Regions from separate parts of the Mus musculus genome. Here all the other regions are linked to region 1. The links are chromatin contacts, called in public Hi-C and HiChIP or PLAC-seq maps. All regions are on one chromosome and are shown on one strand. The core of a region is the stretch at or near the end of the contact, and the rest is flanking DNA. Distances in the headings are between cores, read along the strand shown.

Region 1 (3,059 bases), core at 302-2,801:
ACCTCTGAAGCTCTTTGAAGAGAGAGAGAGGACTAGAGTTGGGAGAGGTGGTTAATTCTGCTAAAAATACCAGACTCTCGGGAGCGGGGGAGATACAGTGTTTATAAAGCAAAACATGAGGTCCTGCGTTTGATCCCCAGACCCCACATGGCCATGGTTGTTTCTTTGTAACCCCAGCAAAGGGGAAGCAGCAGTGATAGATTCCTGGGACTTGCTGGTCAGCCAGTTTACCTATCTGGTAAATTCCAGGTTATTGAGCTATCCTGTCTGAAAATACTGGTGGACAGCATTCTTGACAGACAGCACCAATGTGGTTCATGTCATGTTGATTGTGTTGTTGTTCTGTTTTAGATAAAGCTTGTCCAGATTGAATATTCCCAATCTGTTAATGTTTAGCTTACAATACAGGACTCAACAGAAGTGTTCTTCCAGGTGGGGACCAATGTGTGTCTATGTGTGGGCGTGCATGCTCCACGTGGAACATGGAGAAACAACAAGATTCATGTAGAGCACTGGAAGAAGCCAGGCCAATTTAAACACAGGTCATCCTGGTCTTTGCTACAAATCTTGATGGGACTCTGAAGTCCTTTTCCAGATCCTTAGAATCTTTTTTTTCTCTGTTTTTATTAGGTATTTTCCTTGTTTACATTTCCAATGCTATCCCAAAAGTCCCCCATACCAACCCCCCCCCAATTTTGGCCCTGGCGTTCCCCTGTACTGGGGCATATAAAGTTTGCAAGTCCAAAGGGCCTCTCTTTCCAGTGATGGCTGACTAGGCCATCTTTTGATACATATGCAGCTAGAGACAAAAGCTCCGGGGTACTGGTTAGTTCATAATGTTGTTCCACCTATAGGGTTGCAGTTCCCTTTAGCTCCTTGGGTACTTTCTCTAGCTCCTCCATTGGGGGCCGTGTGACCCATCCAATAGCTGACCGTGAGCATCCACTTCTGAACTTAGAATCTTAATAAACAGGCTTGGAGAAGTGTTGAGAACAGGGAACCTGATGTGAGCTTAGCATTAGCATGTTCTGATAAAGCTACTGGAACAAAGTCAGGGCTGCTGGATGCCTTAGGGACTAGAGTCTATGACGACATGGGGCAACCACTAGGTGGGGCTGTGGCCGAGGGGACTCCAGGGTTTCTTTTATGTGGGTTCCAGTTTCTATTTCCTTATTCTCACTCTCTCCTTTTCTGTTCTTCTCTCTCCCTTGCTGCTTATCCTGTAGCTGTCTTAGCTGAAGAAGCCTGGGTTAGCCACCTCCTTGTGCACTGATCTCTACAGCTTGCTATAGCAGGGACCTGGGGCCTCAGCCTTCTCCTGTAGGCTGGGACACTGGGTGGAATGCTCAACTCTACTCTCCCCTGCAGTTTGTTTTGTTTTGTTGTTTTGTTTCGATTCGTTTCTTTTCTCTTCCAACATTCTCAGCTCCAGTCTTCAATCTGAAGATGGATAAATAAACAAATCGAAACTGAAATTGAACATTGGCCCCAAAGTGAGGACATCTGGGAGGCTTTTAGGGAAATGTACGTGCTTGCTGGGTTTCCGGTTACATATTTTATGTTGCCTGGTAACAGAGCTCACAGTTCACTTTCTGGCTTTCTTCTCCCCCATCCCCTGTTTATAGTGTAATTACTGCCGTGACTTCATAATCCCCCAGTGAACAGCTGTCAGGGGGGCCCAACTGCTGAATAAACAGGGCTATACAAGCTCTCCTCCACTGGCTGGTTTACTAAATAGATCAATATTTGGTTTGTAGGCAAAGAGATTAGGAGGTGGAAGTGTCTTTTGAAAAAGTCTGCTGGCTTCCCAGGGCCTCCCAGCACACCTGAGAATGTGGGAAAGAAAAACCAAGTTCATGGAGGGAAAAAAAAAAGGCCCATCCAAGCCTTTCACCTGCTGGAGACTTCCCAAGGAGCACTGTGTCTTTAGGAGGGCATCCTCTTCAGGAGGCATCTTAGGCTCTTAATTCTAAGTCCTAGAGAATTCTATTTTCTTCTTCCTCTACCTCCCTACCTCTCTTTCTGTCCTGGCCCGATCACATCCTCTTTAATCTTTCTAAATGGATATTATAGCCTCAGGGACTCCAAGAAGATTCAAGGATAAACAGGAGCTAAGCCCCTGAAATGCCAGGCTCCCTCCAATGCCATCTTCTCCGCACAAAAGCCCTGGTTAGAAATGCCATCAAGAGAGCAGCCTCTGAGGGTTCTTTGTCAAACTCAAGGTTTGTGTGACCCTCTGGGAAAGGGTTCTCTTGACCTTGATTTTTTTTTATGTGTAAGGAAAGGGCTGAAGGGCAGGGGGGCCCTGCCTGAAGTTTCTGGAGCCTTACAATCTAAACCTCTAGGCTGGCTGGCTCTAGGACCTGGGGCAAGTCCTTTGTGGATTTGTGCTCACACAGTCTGGGTCTAAAGGCTTCTTCCAGGTAGGAGTGAAGCAATGTCTAACTGAACAGAAGAGAGTTTACTGCAAAGGCCCAAAAGAGACTGGGAACTCCACAGAGTTGTCCTACCTTCCATGTGGAAAGGGGAGAGTTAACCTATTACTGTGATCATCAAAGGAGACAAAGGATGAATGGAATTTGCCTAGATTATGGTCTCTTTAAAACTAGCATTGTTTAATTTCTCCTGAAGCTAAAACCACAGTGAAGAAAGGCTTGGTTAAAAAATGGGACAGAAAGAGGAGATGCAGAGCTCCTTTTCTGTGTACAACTCCAGTAGATCCAACTTCACAAAGACAAAGGCACTGCACTAATTCAACTTGAGACTTAGCTATTCAGTGTCCTGGTGTTTCATCGTATTGTCTAGATACATTATGTCCCTATGTTGCAAATAATTGATGTTCAGAGGTCATCAAGACTGTTGTTGAGGGTCGGGCCATCTTTCAGATAAATATGTGCCCCCCCTCCTCCGATCTAGTTGTAAAATTTTTTGTGTTCCTTCTTCACCACAGAAGTGACTGATGACTGATGCACAACACATGGAAAGAGAAACGTCGACCCGATGGGTTGCTCCAGATTAATGACCTAGAGGTGGCAAGGGACGTTTACACGGCCTCTGAT
Region 2 (3,059 bases), core at 388-2,887, 460 kb before region 1:
GGAAGCCAGCGGTCCAGCCACTAGGATAAGCACACCGCCTTCTGACATTTGACAGGCATTTGGTATTGACTTCAGGGAGAGGGCTCATGGACAGGAGAGAGCTGGGGACACAAATGTCAAGACTGGAACAATGCATTTTTAGAAACTGATGGGGACATGTGAGGGAAGGATTGGGATGTACCGGGTACCTGTCTTTAAACACTGCCTGTCTTTGGGGAGGATTGTGAGTGGGGGAGTGCTTGAAACACAGCACACAGCCCAGGTGAGTTACTCTGGTGGACATCTTCATGTGACCATCTCTGCTGGCAGTAAAGATTGGCACAATGCCATACAACAGCTTCATGGTGACCCAGCGTGTGTCTCTAGGCTTGGCCCTGGCTTTTAGTTTCATTTATAAGTCCTTCCCCCCACAATGGAGCATAGGAACCTGTCCTAAAAATGCCATCTCCAGTGTGAGCTGTGCAGGCTGAGGCTGCCAACCTGGTAGGCAGGGCATGGATGACATTCTAGGGAGGTATACCCAGCAGCAGTTTTGACAAAGTAGGGTTTCAGGGGCTTAGAGTTGCAGCTGGTATACAGTAGGAGCTCAATCATTGCTTCCTAGCAAACTGTGGCATGCTGAAGTGTAACAGGAATCCTGGAGTTTATGAGCCTAGGACCACAAACAATTGGAAGTGAAGACAGGATGAGCTGTGCTGGTGGTCTGGGAAGACAGGAGACACCCCCAAAACTTTATGGGTTTTTTCCCTCCAGCCAGCAGGCTTTGTGGTGTGTGTGTGTGTGTGTATGTGTGTGTGTGTGTGTGTGTGTGTGTGTGTGTGTGTGTGTGTGTGAAGAGAAACTGTGGCAGTCACCCTGAGCTTAGTCTTATCCCTTGGGTCACGTGGTCAGCCATGATGGCGAGACTTATGATGTCTTTGCCTCTCTCATCTTCAGTCCTTGCTCTTCCTTCTTCTCGGGACACATGGCCTAAGACACCACCACCACCACCACCACCACCTCCTCCTCCTCCTCCTCCTCCTCCTCCTTCTCCTTTTTCTTCTTCTAGATTTATTTATTTATTTATTTATTTATTTATTTATTTATTTATGTGTATACACGGTAGCTGTCTTCAGACACACCAGAAGAGGGCATCGGATCCCATTACAGATGGTTGTGAGCCAACATGTGTTTGCTGGGAATTGAACTCAGGACCTCTGAAAGAGCAGTCAGTGCTCTTAACCGCTGAGTCATCTCTCCAGCCCTGCTAAGACACTTCTGAAACACAGGTCATGTCAGCATTTGCAGGTCTCACCCTTGTTCTTCTCCAGGGCTACCTGGACTGGAGAGTTCACTCTGAGCAAGATAGTCATCAGTGGTGCATATGCACTAAGCCACCCGTGACATGTGCAAAGTGTCTGTTTTCTTATCCCCCACCATGAATGGATGGCCAACTCGGATGTTCATAGCCCAGACGTTTCAAAGGATCCTTAATGAAAATAACACACAAATTCACTTAGGCTCAATTTTGTTTTTGGAAGCTCATGGACAATTTTATTAGAGTCTCAGAGAAAAACAACAACAGGGCAGGCATGCTTTAAGTCTCAGCAGCTGCTGGGGGAGAGACGGGGAGAAGGGAGGACGAGAGAAAGTCATGCTTATGAGTTAGGCATGAAGGTTAGCAAAATGGCGGCAGGCCAAGCATCTGTGTAGGGAAAGAGCAGGGTGCTCTGGAGGAAGGGAAGCCCCAAGTGTCAGAGGCTTTGGCCTATATCATAAGGAAAGAGAAAAGAAAAAAGAAAAAGGAAAAAGAAAAAGGGAAAACTTGTGCTTTTCTGAGTTAGTACCCAGACTGGTGGACAGATCCACAGTTCTGTAAGCCACCGCTAGGCTCAGCTTTTAATGGGGGTGGGGGTGAGTGGGGTGTGGGGTGTCTGTGGGTTCTGCCATGTGAGGACCAGCCATGCAAACCTGCACATGAGTATAAAACAAGGCCCCAGTGGGCAGAGATGGAACAGTCCTGGAGACAGGGCAACATCTGCGGCAATGTCCCCAGTGTACAGGGGGGCCTGACCACACATTTAAGCAAAGCAACACGAGATGCAGTCATGGTAGCATTGAATTCTTCTCCTTCGCCATCACAGGCATTGAACCCAGTGCTTTGTGCATACTAACCATTTGCTCTACCACTGAGCTACACTGCCATTCCCACAACTGTGTGTTAGTAAGCACTTGTCTCCCTCAGAGTTAATAATCTGCCACGTCCAACATGGCCTAGTGTGGAAACGTGAATGGGCTGCCCTCTTCTGGTGTGTCTGAAGACAGCTACAGTGTACACAAATAAATAAGTAAGTAAATAAATAGATTTTTTTTTTTTTTTTTAGAAGAAGAAGTGTCTTAGGCCATGTGTCCCGAGAAGAAGGAAGAGTGAGGGATGGAGATGAGAGACACAGGGTCACTGAAAAGCTTCTATCAGACAGGCTGTGTGAACCTTAGTGGAACTGTGTCAATAACACAACTGCACTCTGGGACCTCGGTTTTTATTATGCCCAGCATAGGGCGTGGGGCTAGCTGGACTATAGGAGGTTTCTGTAGGCGAGCAGTCCCAGGCTGTAAACACACAGCAGGAGGAAGCTGTAGTTACTAGCTTCTGCACACACTGCAGGCATTTGCACTCAGACCAGAGGCAGGCCTTGCCATCCTCTGAGTCACCGGGCTTATGAACTGGGGATAGGGGAAGTGGGCACATGCAGGCTCCTGCTCGCTAGCAAAGGTTTCCTTTCTGATTCAGTCATTGTCTCTTCACCCGACCGCCTCCTAAGCTCTGCAGTTTGATCTTCTGAGGGTCTGACTGTCAGTTGGTACCGTACTTTTCTGAGTGACTGAAAACCCATTTAAAGAGTCCTTGCCTGTGCCTGTATTTTGAAGCATTTCCCCTACACTTCCCTCCTTTCTGGAGTATTTTGGGTCTCACATCTGGAGCTGATTTTGTACAGGTGAGAGGTTGTGATCTAGTTCACTTTTCTATGTGCGGACATTCATTCTGTTTGTTTGTTTAAATTCTCTCATATATGACATCC
Region 3 (3,059 bases), core at 244-2,743, 450 kb after region 1:
CATTTTGCCAAGGTCCAGGACACACTCCACACATCTTCTCCCAAATCATCAGGATCAAGAGTCACAGAGCACTCGAGAGCAGGACAATCCTACTTAAAACAAACAAACAAAACAAAAAACAAAACAAACAAACCAAAAAAACCCACTGTGTTCAAGACCTGAACAAGACAAACTGACAGGGGAGGGACTGTGAGGACTCACTCCTCCTTAAAACTATTGGCAGTTAATATTGTTGGGGGTGTGTCAGTTCTTCATGGTTCAGTCACTGACAGGTTGCACTTTTCTAGAATCTAAGCTCCCACTCATGCTTGGGCAAGAAACTAAACTTAGTGGGTCAACACACAGAAGGGACTTGTTGAAGAGAAGATTCTAGCAAGAAAGGGAGGGGATGAAAGAAGGGAATGATAGGTAAAATGGCTAAGATTCCTTGATGAAGATGAGGAGGAGGAGGAGGAGGAGGATGGGGAGGAAGAGGAGGAGAAGGAAGAGATGATGGTGACCTGGAGGGCAGGGGTCCCTGAAAAGGGGAATCATCAATTAATCCTTATAGGGGGCAATTTTTAGTCTTCTGGTCTTTCTGATAGCTATTCTAGGCATATTGTGAAAATGCAGATTCTGATCCAGAAAGTCTGGAGGGTAAGGTTGGTAATGAACATTTCTAGCAAATTCCCAGAGATGCTGGTGATTTGGACTCAACAGACACATTTCAAGCAGCAAATCTTGGGCATAGGCATCACCTTTGCCATGTAATCAAGACTAGGGAGCTCTTTCTTAATGTTGTTGATAAATAAAACCAAGACAGTGGATTCAGGTGAAACTCCTTTACCCAAGACTGGGCTGTGTGGTTAGAGACCTTGCCTCTAGACTATTAGACATGACATTTACTAGCCCCTCTGAGCACCCATTGCTTTTTATTTCTCCTGTTCTCAATCTCTCTCTCTCTCTCTCTCTCTCTCTCTCTCTCTCTCTCTCTCTCTCTCTCTCTCTCTCCCAGTAGCAAAATGTCTATCCCTTCCAATCCCTGGTATACTCTTGGTGACTGGGTCTCTAAAGTAGAAATCGTACTGTCAGTATTATAGTTGCTGCAAGAAATATGTGGCTCAGAAGAGGAACTTGAAACAAGGTTGTTATTGGTATTATTCATATTCATTAACTGAAAGAGTAACAGCTTCCCTTATACCACACAGAAGGAATAGGGGAAAATATTACTTGTGTTTGTACATAGAAGCGTTTGCACTGGGTGCTGGAATATATTGACTCATGAATTCCTAAAGCATTTTGAATCTACAATATGCCAATTTTTCGGTTTTGGGAAACCGAAACTTAGAAAGGACAACCAATGTTTATCTAGACTTACAAACCTGAGTTGTTCCTGATGTAAAGACATTCTTTCCCCTCATCCTGCCTCCCCATCATGCACAGGATGTGGTCTGGCTGTGCCTTTGCACTGTCTGAAGCTCCTGGTACTCGCTGTCAGGTCTCACACTCAACCCCACGTACTAGGCACATGCTTTGACTGTGGGTCACAGTTTGTTTACAGGACCCAGGTCTGGATGGCACCATCCCGTTGCAGTTGGTCTGTTTTTGCTTTCTCACACTCAGAGTTGTGATGAGTCAGACACAGTCAAATCCAAGGACAGTTTGTACGGATCTCACTCCAAGTTACCGTGAAGGTGTCTGAAGCCCCAAAAGGTCACTAGGTGAAGGTGTCAAAGAGGGCAGACAGATGACCTCTCACCTCCTCGCAGAAGTGAAGGGTTCAAAGACATCCTCTCTGAGATCCAAACAAGTATGAGTCATCAGCCCCACATGTTTTCTTGTTCAGATCCAGGTGCCAAGCAGGGCAGGATCTGCCCGCCTGAGATTTAGCACGAACTCAAAGGACATAAATATGTTGACATATTGTCACCATATCAACCTGGATTCATTTATCTAAAGCTTAATTCTACATCAATAGTCCCTCATCTAGGACAGAGATAGTGCTTGCTTCCCAGAAATAACTTCTCTCCTTTCATAGAAGACTCTTACTCTCACATCACGACCCTTCATTCCCAGCACCCCCTGCTTCTTAGAGGGGTCATTTGACTACTCCACACCAGTGAGAAGGAGTGACATATCTTACTCTACCACCCTCCAAGTAAGAAAAAGAATGCTAGGAAGAGGAGCTGAAGTCCTGACTCATTGCAGGAAAGGCTTCCCGGTCAGATCCAGGGTCACCCACATAGAAAGCTTAATTGATAAGAAGTAAAGTTTTATTCCCAAACCATGATACACTCAGATCCATCTGTTGGGACAGCTGGCAGTGTTGTTATCTGGATAGCAGCATTGAGGTGCAGCTAAAACACAAGATGATGCTCTCCACTCAGAACTATGTCACCCAAACCTTATAGAGTTTCAGACAATGACTGCAATCCATCCCCATCCTCACTTAGAACTATAGAAATCATGGTTTGGGGATGTCATATTATTTGTTCCAACTCAAAGAGATAGGAAATAAGAGACATAAGGTAGTTAGCAAACAACAGACATAAGGTATAAAGAAACTTCTGCCTGGTGACAGATGGAAAAAGAACTCCCCTCTGAGATTGATCTTGAAAATCCATTCAAGTATCTTTCCATAGTTGTTTCTAAGCAAGAGTCTGTGATCTGTGGCCTGTCTCCTCTCTTACAGACTCCCATCAGGAGTGCTAGAAAAGATAAAGAGAAGAGTGACATCTGAGCCCTTCTCCTTCAGTCTAGGTCAGCTGTGGAATGAGGGGAGTCCCAGGAGGATTGGGGATACTCTTCCTAGACTCTGTCACCCACATTGGGTATAGCTCCAGAGAAGTGGCAACCAGTTGACGTGGCCACTGTAGGATTGGTGTCTCAGACTTGCTATTGGCAAGGTATGATGAAACAGGGTTCCAGTAAATTTCCCAACAGGGTGACTCAAAACTATTCAAATTAAAGTTTGCAAAGGTGGCCGAGTTGCAAGGTGTAAAGTATGCCAACTTTAGAGGGCACTTATGACCCTGGCAACAGCATTGTTCTTAAGTGGAAAACATACTGAGCTTGGCGTT
Region 4 (3,059 bases), core at 263-2,762, 420 kb after region 1:
GCTCCAAATTCTGCATGTAAGAGACACAGTGTTCCAGTCCTCTGCCTTTTCTGGCCTGCTTTCACTGCCAGCCCAAAAGAAAGAAGTAAAGGCAGATGACACCAGAATTGCATCCTGTGTCCTTTCCTGTCATTTCACCCAGAGTTTAAAGCAGCAGGATGAAGAGAAATGTCACAGACTCACTAGTTTCTCTCCCCTCAAGACAGCCAACAATCGAGTCAGGTACATTTCCTTCTAGAAGCTTCCTAAAAGGGAAAAGGCTCAGCGAGGTGGGAAAAGGGGGAAAGGCTACAAATTGGACCTCTCCATATGCCTGGGAGCTGACCGCTTCATCAAAAATGGGGCAAGTATTACTGAAATGTAAATGGCTTCCATTTGTTGCAGCCATGTGTCACGTTTATAGCCCAAAGACTCACTCCAAAGATGTAGGAATTTTTTTTAACATGGAAATCTGCTTCTGAAAACTGGAGAGATGGCTTAGCAGGTAGAGTGTTGGCTACACAAGCAGGAGGACCTGAGTTTAGATCCCAACACCCACATAAAATCTGGATCCAGCAGTGTGCTCCTGCAATCCAGTGCTGGGAAAGCAGACACTGTCTGCTCACTGGCCAGCCAATCAATTAGCCCCACACTCAAGGAGCAACTCTGTCACAAAACATAAGGTGGCAAGCAGAGGCTGGGATTATCCAGAGACAGGAGTCTACCAAGCCAACTTTAGGCATGTGGGATGTGAAATACAAGAGGAGGCTGGGCTGGATTCTCCGCCACCACGTTACCTCTCACCCCAGAACAAGCAGCTCTAAGACTCTAGAATCTTGGTATTTCTCATGAGCCAACTCAATACTATTGTCCTGTGCTTTCTAGTTCATTTCATATGACTTAGCACTGGCTTAAGGGAGCTTCTAGGTCTGTGGTGTCGCTAAAACCTGTGCAGTTCCCCTGTGGAATCAGTTGTTGGGAGCATAACTTAGAAGCAGGGTTCCATGGCCATTGTTGTTTGATGGACAGTGGGAGCCATTGTTGTCATTGTGCTTCACACACTCTCATTTGTCCCTTATAACTGAGAGCTTGCCACATCTGCTTCAAGAGACAAAGGTGACACCAGAACAGATTCATGGAAAATGTCAATCGCAACTGACAAAGCCAGCACTGTTTCACAACTATGCACTAAAGCGGCTTGCCACACGGACTTGCCTTATTTCGCTCCTGTTGGTGTTGGTCATTTTCTATAGAGTGACTAGTCCAAATTTAAAACATTCTGAGTTCACCAGTTTGCTGCATGCCCAGAGAGAGGGGGGAGGGAAAGAAAGAGAAGGAGAGAGGGGGGGAAAGAAAGAGAGAAGGGGGGAGAGAGAAAAGGGAAGGGGATGGAGGGGGAGAAGTCTATAGAAAAAAATTCAAGCATCAGAAACTCATATCTTGCTTCAGGCCTGCTCCTGCTTCCCCTGAATCGGGAACTGACTTCTCTGTGGCCCTCAAAGGGCCAGAACTGCCTATTTAGAGAACAGAAAGAGCAATGTCCCCTTTTAGAGAGAGAAGCTGCTCTGGCTACAGTGGGAAGGCAATGCTTCTGCTTTGTACCCTGTGAGCAGAAGCTGGTGATGCTTGGAACAAGCTGGGTGTCTCTGAACTCTAAATCCGAAGAGAACCTAGGCATGAAGGCATACAGGCAACTCTAGCACTCAGGAAGTAGAGATAGGAGGATCTGGATGGCAAGGCTATCTCAGGCTACCTAATGAGTTCAAGGCTAGCCCCAGCCACATGAGATTTTGTTTAAAAAAAAAAAAAAGCTAATTCATTAAATCCAAAGAGGCAATGGGAGACTGATCTTGCCCATAGAAGACAAATAATTCGGCCAATCTTAAACTCTGATAAAACCCAGTGGACTGAGCCATCATCACAATCATGATCCAATATATAACCAATTCATAAATGCTGACAGTACGTTTCAATAAAATAGTTCATCAGAATTCGTTCTAATCTAGTTCCAGCAAGCATATGGTCCAGTATAAGATAACATTTTTATGAGGAATTCTGAGAGTCTACCATGACTCAGTCAAGGGTGTGCCTGAAGAGTCACTTGACCATCCACATATTCACTCGCAAAAGGCCTGAGAACCTTTCACAAAGGAAGTGCAGGGCACGGTAAGGCAGCACAGCGGCATCTTAGGCACCCTGTCCATGAACCTTACATGTTGACACTCACTAATAGTGAAAATATGCACTGTAAACCGGTAAGGTCAGAGACAGGTGAAAGGCTCAACCTATAAGTCATCTTGACTTTCTTCATTACCATGGGTCCCAGGGTCCTGTGCTTTTTATTCACCCTCTAATTGCAAGTTTCATGTTTGGGATGATAAAACATGCACGTGTATGTGTACACATGTGAGAGCTTCATATGTGTGTGACGTCCAGAGGTCAGCCTCTTATGTCAGTCCACCCTTGTGCAAGACAGGGTCCCTCACTGGTCCAGGGATCACTACTTCGGCTATGATGGCTGGCTGGTGAGCCCCAGGAATACAGCTGTCTGTGCCTTTCCAGCACTGGATTATAAACACAATACCCAGTTCTTGCAAACACCATACCCAGTTCTTTCACCTATGTTCTGTGAACCAAATTCAAGTCTTTGTGCTGACAGAGTGAGTAACTTGACCAACTGAGCTATCTCCCCAGCCCCGAGGTAAAACATCTCTTAAAGTTGTACATAATATTCATGAGTACTTTACAGCACATTCCCTTGTGACCTCCCTCATCTCCTGCCCTACCAACAGCCTGCAGCCCAGTCTTTTTAGGCAGTTGTCATTCTCTAGGTTTCTTTAGCCTCCCAGGACCCTTTCGCTCCTCTCCTGGCCTCCACCTGGTGTTTCCCAGCAAGTGTCAAGACTTCCTGCTCTTTAAGTGCTGCCTTAGCAGGAAAAGTAACAGAGCACAGAGAACTGGAGTGGCCGGGAAGAGTAGAGCAGGGCAGTGTTTCCCTTGCTTAGCTGGACCACTTAGCTGGAGGCTCTGCATGCCCAGCCTATGCCCAGCAGGGTGCTGACAACAGGGATTCTCATTTC
Region 5 (3,059 bases), core at 174-2,673, 400 kb after region 1:
CTGTCTGGAAAACACTGCGAGATCAAGGACCCAGGCAGTCCTTGACATCTAATGGGTACCACTTTGAGGCAAGTCCACTCCAAAGTTCTGTGGGTCCTTTAACCTTTTAAGTCCGTTGGTGGGAGGGGCCTTCCTAACCTCTCTCCTTTTATCTATTCTCTGTCTCCCCTTTCTCCTTTGCTTCCTTGACCATACAATGGTGGGTTATACCAAACCCACAAATTCCAAGCTATATGTAGCACCGAGTGGCTGTTTGTCCCTAAAATACCACGTCGCTGACTACAGCAAACACTAATTACAAGCTTTATCTAATCACTGTTGTGTGACCGGTCATTTTTGGTTTCCAAAAATGACAATGAGTGGCATGCTTCTGCAGCTGGTGGGGTTTCAGATCTCAAGTGCACACAGATGTGCATGGAATTGAGCACCCCAAGTGACCAACTCAGAAAGGGAAATGGGACAAAGAAGAGAGGAAGCACAGAGAGGCAGGTTTTGCTGCTAAAGACCTCACGAACAGTTCAGGCTTGCCATGTTGTACTAACCCCACCCAGAAAATGCAAGTCAGCATTCTTCTCCCTGATATGCACTCTGCTAATGCAATTGGTGACACCAGAGATGCCACTGAATGACCATACCACAGACTGGAGGAAATAAAGTTTGTCTCTAATTTGTTGACTAGTTTGGGGTTTACAATCAGTTGTTTCTTCCTCAGTGATCCCTTCTTTCTTCCCAAAAAAGTAGAATGTAACAGTATCAAAGAAGCAATGCTGAGCATGAGGTCTGGTACCTTTGTGAGCTTATGACCATGACCTTGAGTAGGCTGGCCTACTCATTATTCTGCATGATCTTGCAAATAAGGTGGTGGCTAATAATACGCATTTGCCCTGGCCAATGAGACACGAGAATGAAGGTGGACAGGCAAAGGTTCTTGTAACCATTCAGCTGGTGTAGCCTCATCAGAACTAGCTTGAGAGCTCCTCACTCATGTTCACTGCCATGAATGTAGGCTGTCAGTTGCTCGGGAACAGGCAGAAAAAGGCCTCATGATGACCTTGGCCTGGGATCAGAGTGTCAAACACTGCCGCTCAAAATAAACCAGTATTCCACAGAGGTTCCAGAGCACATGTGCACACTTGGAAGGCAACTCCTCTCCATGTTTTAAATAGCCCAGAGATGGGCTTGAAGAAGATGCTGTGTCAAAACATAGAAGCACTTAGGAAAACAAGACCCTTTCAAACCCTACATTCCTCTCCACCATGATTCTCTTCTCACAGCAGTCCGTTGTATAGAGTAGTTGAGCTCTTGCTGTTGGCTGTGCTGTGGCAAGGGCCTGGCTTGCCAGGGCCAGCAGAGGGGAGGAGAGGCATAGAGGATCCTCGGGTGGCTGAGTGTGTAGCAACGGTGAGCCAGAGCGCAGACTGACTTTCACTTCCTTAAGCTATAAATAAAGCAGTGTTGTCCCCTTTAGCTTAATCTCGTCTTTGTACCCTCCTCTGAGTGAGTCCTTTAAGAAAAAAATGGAGTGAGAACATCAACTCTAACTCATTCCCCACCACCATCCTGAAAAGAGATGTTGATGGGCTCAGCTTGTTCCCTTCCAACTCTGCAGTTCTGCTCCGTCGAGGTCCATTCTTCCTGGCAAGTGGGTTGGAATAAGGACAGACACAGAGGAGCATTTTTGTCCTTACCTGCCATCCTATTTGAGACAAGTTCTCCTTCTGCACATGTCCATTGGAGTAAGAGTTAACCATGCATCCACGTGGCTTATCCTGTACCACACTGAGAAAGGGATATGAGCTCTGAGGCAGTACACAGGGCTGGGGAGGTAAGGGCAAAGTGCTTGCCTTGTAAGTATGAGGATCTGAAGCCACATACAGAAGTCAAGCATAATGGCATGTGGTTATAACCCTGGTGCAAGGGTGGTAGATACAGAAAGGGATTCATTGTCCAGCCAGCCTAGGCTATTCAGTGAACTCCAGGCACCAGGAAACTATCTCAACAGCCAAGGTAGACAGCTCCTGGGGAATGACATATGATACAGTCCTCTTACATACATGCATGCTTGTGTGCACGCATGTGTGGATGTACACACACACACACACACACACACACACACACACACACACACACATTCACACACCTAAACTCAGATCCTACCATAAGATATTTACACTTAAGAATTTCACATTCCACCTTCATTTCATCCTTAGGGCGATCCTATGATGTCAGTGTTTTTAGTTTCATTTTAGCCACAGTGAAACTCAGATTTAGAGATAATGTCATTCACCTGAGGCATTTCTTTGTTTCCCCCAACGGCTAGGAAACTCAAGGTCAAATGTGGCCAGAAAGAACTACTCAAACGGTTTATATTTGTTTTGCTGTCATTCTTGAGTCTGTTTTCCCTGCCCCTACTATCTTCATAATTTCTACTTTTATTTCCTATAGTTATAAAGAAACTTTAGAGCCTCTTTGGAAGAGTGAGATATCAACGTATTAGTGAGTGATAACTGGCCAGTAGCAGTCAAGATGAGAACTCAGACTATAGATGCCTCAGCCAGCTGTCGTTCCTAATGTTCTCTTGCTTACAAGTAGCCTGATGGCTTGGGAAACAGACATGTTCTATGGTGACCAAGAGACCAAAGGGAACTGAACATCTCCACAGCTGCTTGGATTCTGGCTGGGACCTGGATGGACATCAGGAAGCAAAGAAAACCTGTAGCCCTTCAGTTTATCCTGCTGGTGAGAAGTCAAGAGACCCAAGGATGGAATCTTCAAAAGAACAAAGAAAGAGAAGCTGCTGACATGGGATAATATGTCTCTCTAGGATCACTTTGGGAACAGACAAGGACTTTAAGAAAAGAAGAAAAAGCTGGGCAGTGGTGGCACATGCCTTTCATCCCAGCACTTGGGAGACAGAGGCAGGTGGATTTCTGAGTTTGAGGCCAGCCTGGTCTACAGAGTGAGTTCCAGGAAAGCCAGGGCTGTACAGAGAACCCTGTTTCAAAAAAACCAAAAGAAAAAAAAAGAAAAAAGAAAAACAAAAGAAAGAAAGGAAGAAA
Region 6 (3,059 bases), core at 293-2,792, 400 kb before region 1:
GTCTTTCAGAGAGAAGAGGCTCTGAGTGGGCCCCATGATTCATAGGCAAGAGGAAGATATGGAGGAGGGAGGAGGCATGGCTTGGATGAGGATCAGAGAGGTAGGAAAGGAGGTTGGGTTGTTTCATGGGGATGGGTGGGAAAGGGGAACAACAGGTCTAGATAAGGTGTGGAAGGTTTGAGGCAGGTGGGCGAAGGACCGCAGGCAGTATGGGAAGTACATTTTAAAAACCGGATTGACTTTATTAATGGAGTACATTTACATAGTAAATCATCACAGCTAAAAGACAGTACACGAGGGTAAAATGCTCCCACAAACATCATGAAGACACTGTTAATATTATGGAAGGAATTAATCATTTTAATCAATTAATTAATAGGAAAGAGACCAAAGTAGAGTATGGAAAAAATGGACAAATGATTAAAAAAATAAAAGAAGGAAAGTTACAGAACCAGAAAAACTTGGACTTGCATTGGGAAACCTTGGTTTTCTGTCCTCCAAATTGTCCGTCCTTCAGTTTGTTCCTCTCTACTACGTCCCCTCTCAGACCCTTGTTCATCTAGAACACTGCTTCTCTCCCAGAATGCTGACCTCAGAGCTTGCAGACTGGAGCCTTGCACACCCAAGCAGGGCAGGGCACATGCTCACACTGACTTGTCCCCAGACAGAATGAGTCGCGTGGCTCAGCACTTTGTCTTCGTGATCTGTGTGGTCCGAGCAAGGTACAGAAAGTCTCACATGGGGACAAGCTCGGACACTTGAGGGCACATGGTGATAACACATGGAGGATATAAAGCCTGAGATGCTTTGTGCTTTAGAGGTGGTCAGTTAGTAATCTTGGTTTTATTGCCTTTCCTCTTAAAGCCCTGAGTTTCCCCTTAGACCGGCAGTTCTCAACTTGTGAGTCACAACCCCCTTGGCGGTCAAATTTTAGATATTTACATTAATGATTCACAACAGTAGCAAAATTACAGTTATGAAGTAATTAAAATTTTTTGATTGGGGGGGGGTCACCACAACATGAGGAACTGTATTAAAGGGTTGCGGCATTAGGAAGGTTGAGAGCCACTGTCTTAGACAAAGATACGTTTTGCTGAAATTATTCATTTCACAAAAGTTCTGAAGGCCAAGCAAGCAGCAGTGTGCACTTGGGTTTTAGATGCGATGTGAGGAGTGGGGATATAGGTTCCAGGTGTGGATGCTCAGCTCAGCTAGCTGTTTCAGATTTCTCCAGGACCACGGATGGAAACGTGACGTGTAGCAACAGACTGTCCATGGAGGGTTGAGCGCATACTGAACATGCTAGACTGTAGAAGCTCTTTGCTTGTATGGTCCCATTTAGGGGACAGTCAGATGTCCCCTACATGTCTTAGGCAGTTGAGGGAACCTCTTGGCTCTTTGAGGGTCAGCAGGGAACTGAGTGAGAATCACTCTAAAACTAACTTCTAGCATCCAAATTCAGACATCTCTCAAACCTGAGATGGATCTTTGCATACTGTACTTATGGCTGGCAATAGTCCTTTCTTTGAGACACTGGAGGGCAGTGTGGTACAGTGGATTGAGCTATGGGTTTGGCATGAAGGGATTTATTTGGGTGTGGTTTTGAAAGCTGTGTGGCCTTGAGAAAGTTAAACAGCCCCTCTGGATCTTTATTTCCTAGCCCCCCCCCAAATGAAGATAATCAATACAAGACTCATTTTGGGTTACTGTGAGAATCAGAATAAAAAAAAAGGTATTGAAAGTGCTTTCTAAACTGTGAAGAGGAAACATATGATTCTAATAGAACTGTGAATTATTTGGGGGAACCCAAAAGTCCTTCCTGAACAAAAAAGAAATTTCTCTAAAAAGTCCTGTTAAGCATTAAAACTTAATATCCTTACCTCTGGTAGGTATTTGCCTTTTGAGGTTCAAATACACTGTACAAGATAACACTCAATAAGGGCACATTCCTGTAGATGGAGGCAGTATGAATAGCCCAGGATAGAGCATCTACTCAACAGCTCTATCTTCTAACAGGAAAGCAGATTGTCAAGAGTCTAAGAGAGGTGCGTTTGGATGGGGAGGAGGAAAGCAAAGATACCAAGGTACCGGGTTGTTTCCGAGTCAGGCAGATCCAATTACCCTGGGACTTTGGCTGATACTTCTTTAGAGTTACAGGCCAGAAGATTTAGGCACAACCTGCAGAACTTTCTGGAAGAGCTACTACTTCCAGAGAAGAACTGAACTTCTTGCTACTTAGATCTGCACATGTGAAAGGTGATTTGCAGAGTAGCTGAGGGCTTGGGACCGTGCTTTGTGGGAAGGTGAACAGAAAGTGAAAGTGACCTTGGGCTGGAGAGTGTGTTGGAGGGACTCTCTGCTGCTTTTAGGGCCTTGGGGCTGGTAGGAGGACTTCCTGCCCACACTGCCCCAGCAGCTGTCAGTCATGACTTTTGCTAAGTCTGCACGTCTCTTACTTATTTGGTGATTTTTTTTTACAAAGGGTTTAATTTATTTTAATTTTGTGTGTATGTATGTCTTTGTCTGAGTATATACATGTAAGTGCAAGTGTCAGCAGAATGCAATGGAAGGTGCTGGATCCTCTGCAGTTGGAGTTATAGGTGGTTGTGAGCTGCCTGACATGGGTGCTGGGAAGTAAACTTAGGTCTTCCGGAAGAGCGGTGCATGCTGTGTAAATGCTGAGCCATTTCTCTAACCTCTGGATGACTTTCTTTTCTTTTAAATTCTGATTGACTTAAGTGAACGCAACCTCATTTGAATTAAGAACATGGGCTCAATCACCATACAACTACAGAAATAAACTAGCCATTCATCTACCGCCTAAAACCACCACACAGGGCTCATGTTTTAGGTCAACAGCCCATGTGTTGCTCTGCAGCACCTTCAACCAGAAGTCGACTTGTGTGCTTGCCCACCTCTGGTTCCAGAAAGCTCAGTTCCTCTTTGGAGGTAGCACTTTCGGGACATTCTGCAGGGTGTGTCTGAGTCTTCTTATCTTTAACGCTACCTATTGGCTCTAACCCTTGGGCCACATAGAATACACCTATTTTCCCTCTTAA
Region 7 (3,059 bases), core at 168-2,667, 380 kb after region 1:
ATCATTTCAGAGGTTCTGGAAAAGGCTCTAGGTCTCTGGCCAAAAGGCTTGACTTTCTCTAGCATCTGAAAAGGAAAGGGACGTTCTATAATGGAAGGTAGAAACCATAGCAATGGTCCTCACCCTTGGTCATGCTATGCTAGCTAACCTTATGCACATATTTGAGCAACCAAGTCATCAGCTCTGGGCAGGTCAGTCTTGGGCTTCATGCCTGTGTGAGCAGAAGCCATGAACTGGAGACAGGACCAACAAGGCTTGGGTGCTGGGCTTCTCTGGCTGTATATTGTACTCAGGGAGAGTTTGCCCCAACCTCACAGGCCCACATTCCCTGGGTAGAAGCAGGCCTATGCCATGCTATACTGTGCCTGTGCTCTCCGATTTCATCATTTCTGGCTCAAAGCAGGCCTGCAATTTTCATTTCTTTATGGGCTTAAGTAATCTATTGCAAATGGCACCAGCAGGCTGTAATGCATCCTTGTTGAGGAAACAGTTATTTCTCTTCCGAAGCTTTCTGGTTGAAGGCTTGTGGAGCTGAGGCCGGGTAACTGTTTTACATTAGCTATAATGGTGTTTACATTGGATGTACCGATGTTTAAATCGCTGGACATATTTGTTATTAGTAGGGAGGCAGTGGCATTGTTTAGCCCAAGTATCTGGGTGGGTGGAGGGGGCTCCTATTAACATTGATAATATTTTACAAGGGACCTTGCAGGGACGTTTATAATAAAGCAGTGCTGTTTATCTCATCAGGATTATGTTGGAGTAACTTTAATTGTATTCATATTAAACATATCAGTGTTAGAACTGATGTAATATGTTTAGCATTAATATGAAGGTTGCTAAGTTGGGGGCTTTTGAGGTAGACTTGAAGTGCTGGGAAGACAATAGAACATATGGAAAGCATTTAGGGGTGTAGGGGGGTTTCTGTTCTTGTCTAACAAGAAGGATTAGTGCTCTTGCTGAGGTACACTCTAAGATGAACAGTGGGCTGTAGTGCTACCATCTGCTGAGCTTATGATGCGATTCTCTTGGCCAGCTCGGGTGCTCTCGCCATTGCTCTCCATTCTCTGTGTTCTCGCAAGCTCCACCAAAGCCCAAATGTCAGGGATACTTCAGATGCTTTGCAGCTGGCTGTCGCACCCAGAGACGTTTCAAAATGGATTTTGTAATGGCTTATAAAAGTCCCACATTGTGCACGAGCGGTTATTGAGTGTGATATAGTGTGAGCAAGAATGTTCCAAATTCCCTCCGTGCTGTATCCATCAATCTGGCTCTATTAGGGTTGGCAGGATAATGGCTGGAGTGAGGCTCTGGACTTTATCTGCAGCTGAAAGAAGCATCCTAATTATCTACTCATCAGAGCAGCCCCACTCCTGGCTCGAGGAGATCACTGCCAGCTCAGCCCCAGAAATTCCAAATCTTCCCTGTCACCCGCCAGGCACACGGAGGCAGGATGCAAGACTGTGTCCAGCCCAGCTGGGGAGCATAGTCCCAGTAAATCCTGGAACTCAATCTGACTGCCCAGCTGGAAACACTGTTGCAGTTTTAACCCAAGGAGGCTCAGTTTCCTGATGCTTTCCTCCCACTGGGCTCAGTTCCCATTGGGCCCAGAAGGTTCGCTGGGATACATCGCAGGACTGGGACCCTGCTCTACCTATCAGTAGCCCTAGTTTTCTGCAACATGAGAGTAATACCTGTGTCTCCCTAATGTTACTGGTAAATTTGACAGCACTTTGAATGGGATCTGTACCATGCTGTGCTTTCATTAGTGAACAAATGAAAAACTCCAGTGTAGCAACAGGGTTCTGGTGGAAATACATGCCTTGCCTGATGGATATACACCTACCATTTCACAGGACATTCAAGGAATATTTATGAAGACTTCTATTCTTTGCAAAAGCACTTCTCATTAATATTGCAAGCTTATGCACAAGCTATAAGCTTGTATTAATATCATAAGTCTATTATTTTTATTTGTATAAAAGAGGAAGCAAGAACAAGGAGAGAGGATGTGATTTTTTTGCCTGTTAGGCCCTGTGTTAGGCCCTAAGCTTTGATTGCTGCTACTTGGGCTGAGAGAAATGAGGGTCCTACAGCAACTACCTTTTCTGTTTCTGAAGGCATCTGATATAAGAGAGCCCCTTAAGGAATGGCTGATTTTGGCTAAAGGTTTCAGAGAATCATGTTCATCCTGGCATGGAAGGGATGTTGGAAGGAATGTGATGAAGCTGTTCTTGTTGTATCCTCAGGTAGGAGGCAGAGAGAGATGAACACCATGCCTAGCTGGCTTTCTGCTTTTTGCCATTTTGTTTGTTTAGGCTGAGACGCTTATCTAGGTGTGATACCTCCCACATTTAGGGTAGGCCTTTCCACAATTGAGCATCTCTGGAAATGCGCTCAAAGAAACACTGAGAAGTGCGTTTCCTAGAGGTTGGAGAGACTGCCTTATGGTTGATAGCACTTGCTTCTCTTGCAGAGGAGCTGAGATCAGTTTACAACTTGGCAGCTTTAAGCCATCAGTAAATAACTCCAATTCCAGGGAATCCCGTGCTCCCTTTTGGCTTCTGCCGGCACCAGGCATGACCAATGATGCCCATACATATGCACAGGAAAACATCAATACACATACAAAAAAAATAAATGAATATTTTTTTAATAAAAAATGCATCTTCCAAGTGATTTCAAACCTGTCGATGAAGTTTAGATGTCGCACATCCCCATCCTGCTGTGGTTCACAAATGGCTGGGACTATACAAATTGTTAAGTTGCTATGGGTCTTTGCATTCTTAAGCCATCAGACTGCTTTAATTCTGGAAAGTGTTTAGGAGGTGTGCAAATATGTGAAAGACATGAGGGTGAGCATGAATAACTGCTATGTGGGGTGCAGAGAACCCTGAGATACAGCATGGGAGGACTAAGAATCAGACATCACAAAGGTCAGTTGGAAAGATTGGGAAAGCCTGGCAGAAGAGGTGGAATATGAACTGTCCTTGGGAAGTCAACAGGATTTTCTACACGCAGAGGTAGACACACATGTGTCACATGTGACAGCAGAAGCA

What was found. Hi-C and Micro-C count contacts between places; a contact is called where the count stands out from the background. HiChIP or PLAC-seq counts read pairs in DNA pulled down with a chosen protein or histone mark.
Region 2: a contact with region 1 is called in a Hi-C map of uterus, with 5 times the contacts expected there. The contact joins two enhancer-like sites. A contact is called at or near these places in 7 of 39 promoter capture datasets (the 3T3-L1 cell line, 3T3-L1-derived adipocytes, the C10 cell line and 2 more), 3 of 15 datasets of contacts at CTCF or cohesin (the NIH/3T3 cell line, large pre-B cells and pro-B cells), 34 of 484 Hi-C or Micro-C datasets (3T3-L1-derived adipocytes, the AML12 cell line, the C10 cell line and 21 more), 2 of 115 datasets of contacts at active chromatin or transcription factors (fibro-adipogenic progenitors and large pre-B cells) and 1 of 9 other capture datasets (embryonic stem cells).
Region 3: a contact with region 1 is called in a FOXA1 HiChIP or PLAC-seq map of pancreatic cancer cells. The contact joins two enhancer-like sites. A contact is called at or near these places in 1 of 15 datasets of contacts at CTCF or cohesin (large pre-B cells), 2 of 484 Hi-C or Micro-C datasets (epidermal suprabasal cells and uterus) and 4 of 115 datasets of contacts at active chromatin or transcription factors (T-cell acute lymphoblastic leukemia, bone marrow-derived macrophages, large pre-B cells and 1 more).
Region 4: an H3K4me3 HiChIP or PLAC-seq map of bone marrow-derived macrophages shows a contact between it and region 1, with 6 times the contacts expected there. The contact joins two enhancer-like sites. A contact is called at or near these places in 1 of 15 datasets of contacts at CTCF or cohesin (large pre-B cells), 4 of 484 Hi-C or Micro-C datasets (bone marrow-derived macrophages, cerebral cortex and granulocyte-monocyte progenitors) and 4 of 115 datasets of contacts at active chromatin or transcription factors (bone marrow-derived dendritic cells, bone marrow-derived macrophages, large pre-B cells and 1 more).
Region 5: a contact with region 1 is called in a Hi-C map of bone marrow-derived macrophages, with 6 times the contacts expected there. The contact joins two enhancer-like sites. A contact is called at or near these places in 2 of 15 datasets of contacts at CTCF or cohesin (large pre-B cells and pro-B cells), 9 of 484 Hi-C or Micro-C datasets (B cells, bone marrow-derived dendritic cells, bone marrow-derived macrophages and 4 more) and 3 of 115 datasets of contacts at active chromatin or transcription factors (bone marrow-derived dendritic cells, bone marrow-derived macrophages and large pre-B cells).
Region 6: a FOXA1 HiChIP or PLAC-seq map of pancreatic cancer cells shows a contact between it and region 1. The contact joins two enhancer-like sites. A contact is called at or near these places in 4 of 484 Hi-C or Micro-C datasets (the C2C12 cell line, the HL-1 cell line, adipose-derived mesenchymal stem cells and 1 more) and 2 of 115 datasets of contacts at active chromatin or transcription factors (large pre-B cells and pancreatic cancer cells).
Region 7: a contact with region 1 is called in a Hi-C map of the N1E-115 cell line, with 14 times the contacts expected there. The contact joins two enhancer-like sites. A contact is called at or near these places in 1 of 15 datasets of contacts at CTCF or cohesin (large pre-B cells), 6 of 484 Hi-C or Micro-C datasets (the N1E-115 cell line, bone marrow-derived dendritic cells, bone marrow-derived macrophages and 1 more) and 3 of 115 datasets of contacts at active chromatin or transcription factors (bone marrow-derived dendritic cells, bone marrow-derived macrophages and large pre-B cells).

Annotation. Positions count from the first base shown.
Region 1 is chr4:56,220,708-56,223,766 of GRCm38.p6, reverse strand. No RefSeq gene overlaps it. Among named protein-coding and RNA genes, the nearest start is that of Gm42291, 94 kb to the left of the region's middle. Within about 2 kb of position 1,551, at least 165 of the 459 cell types and tissues checked have an H3K27ac peak or open chromatin away from gene starts, as enhancers often do. A contact at or near this core is called in B cells, the C2C12 cell line, the N1E-115 cell line and 5 more, where this site is marked.
Region 2 is chr4:56,680,954-56,684,012 of GRCm38.p6, reverse strand. All of the region lies in intron 5 of Gm34687 (a long non-coding RNA gene), which reads left to right. Among named protein-coding and RNA genes, the nearest start is that of Gm26144, 3.4 kb to the right of the region's middle. Within about 2 kb of position 1,637, at least 1 of the 459 cell types and tissues checked has an H3K27ac peak or open chromatin away from gene starts, as enhancers often do. A contact at or near this core is called in uterus, where this site is marked.
Region 3 is chr4:55,774,690-55,777,748 of GRCm38.p6, reverse strand. No RefSeq gene overlaps it. Among named protein-coding and RNA genes, the nearest start is that of Gm34482, 180 kb to the left of the region's middle. Within about 2 kb of position 1,493, at least 10 of the 459 cell types and tissues checked have an H3K27ac peak or open chromatin away from gene starts, as enhancers often do. A contact at or near this core is called in pancreatic cancer cells, where this site is marked.
Region 4 is chr4:55,803,939-55,806,997 of GRCm38.p6, reverse strand. No RefSeq gene overlaps it. Among named protein-coding and RNA genes, the nearest start is that of Gm34482, 150 kb to the left of the region's middle. Within about 2 kb of position 1,512, at least 28 of the 459 cell types and tissues checked have an H3K27ac peak or open chromatin away from gene starts, as enhancers often do. A contact at or near this core is called in bone marrow-derived macrophages and granulocyte-monocyte progenitors, where this site is marked.
Region 5 is chr4:55,822,570-55,825,628 of GRCm38.p6, reverse strand. No RefSeq gene overlaps it. Among named protein-coding and RNA genes, the nearest start is that of Gm34482, 130 kb to the left of the region's middle. Within about 2 kb of position 1,423, at least 34 of the 459 cell types and tissues checked have an H3K27ac peak or open chromatin away from gene starts, as enhancers often do. A contact at or near this core is called in B cells, bone marrow-derived macrophages and pro-B cells, where this site is marked.
Region 6 is chr4:56,618,489-56,621,547 of GRCm38.p6, reverse strand. No RefSeq gene overlaps it. Among named protein-coding and RNA genes, the nearest start is that of Gm26144, 59 kb to the left of the region's middle. Within about 2 kb of position 1,542, at least 46 of the 459 cell types and tissues checked have an H3K27ac peak or open chromatin away from gene starts, as enhancers often do. A contact at or near this core is called in the C2C12 cell line and pancreatic cancer cells, where this site is marked.
Region 7 is chr4:55,842,244-55,845,302 of GRCm38.p6, reverse strand. No RefSeq gene overlaps it. Among named protein-coding and RNA genes, the nearest start is that of Gm34482, 110 kb to the left of the region's middle. Within about 2 kb of position 1,417, at least 23 of the 459 cell types and tissues checked have an H3K27ac peak or open chromatin away from gene starts, as enhancers often do. A contact at or near this core is called in the N1E-115 cell line and uterus, where this site is marked.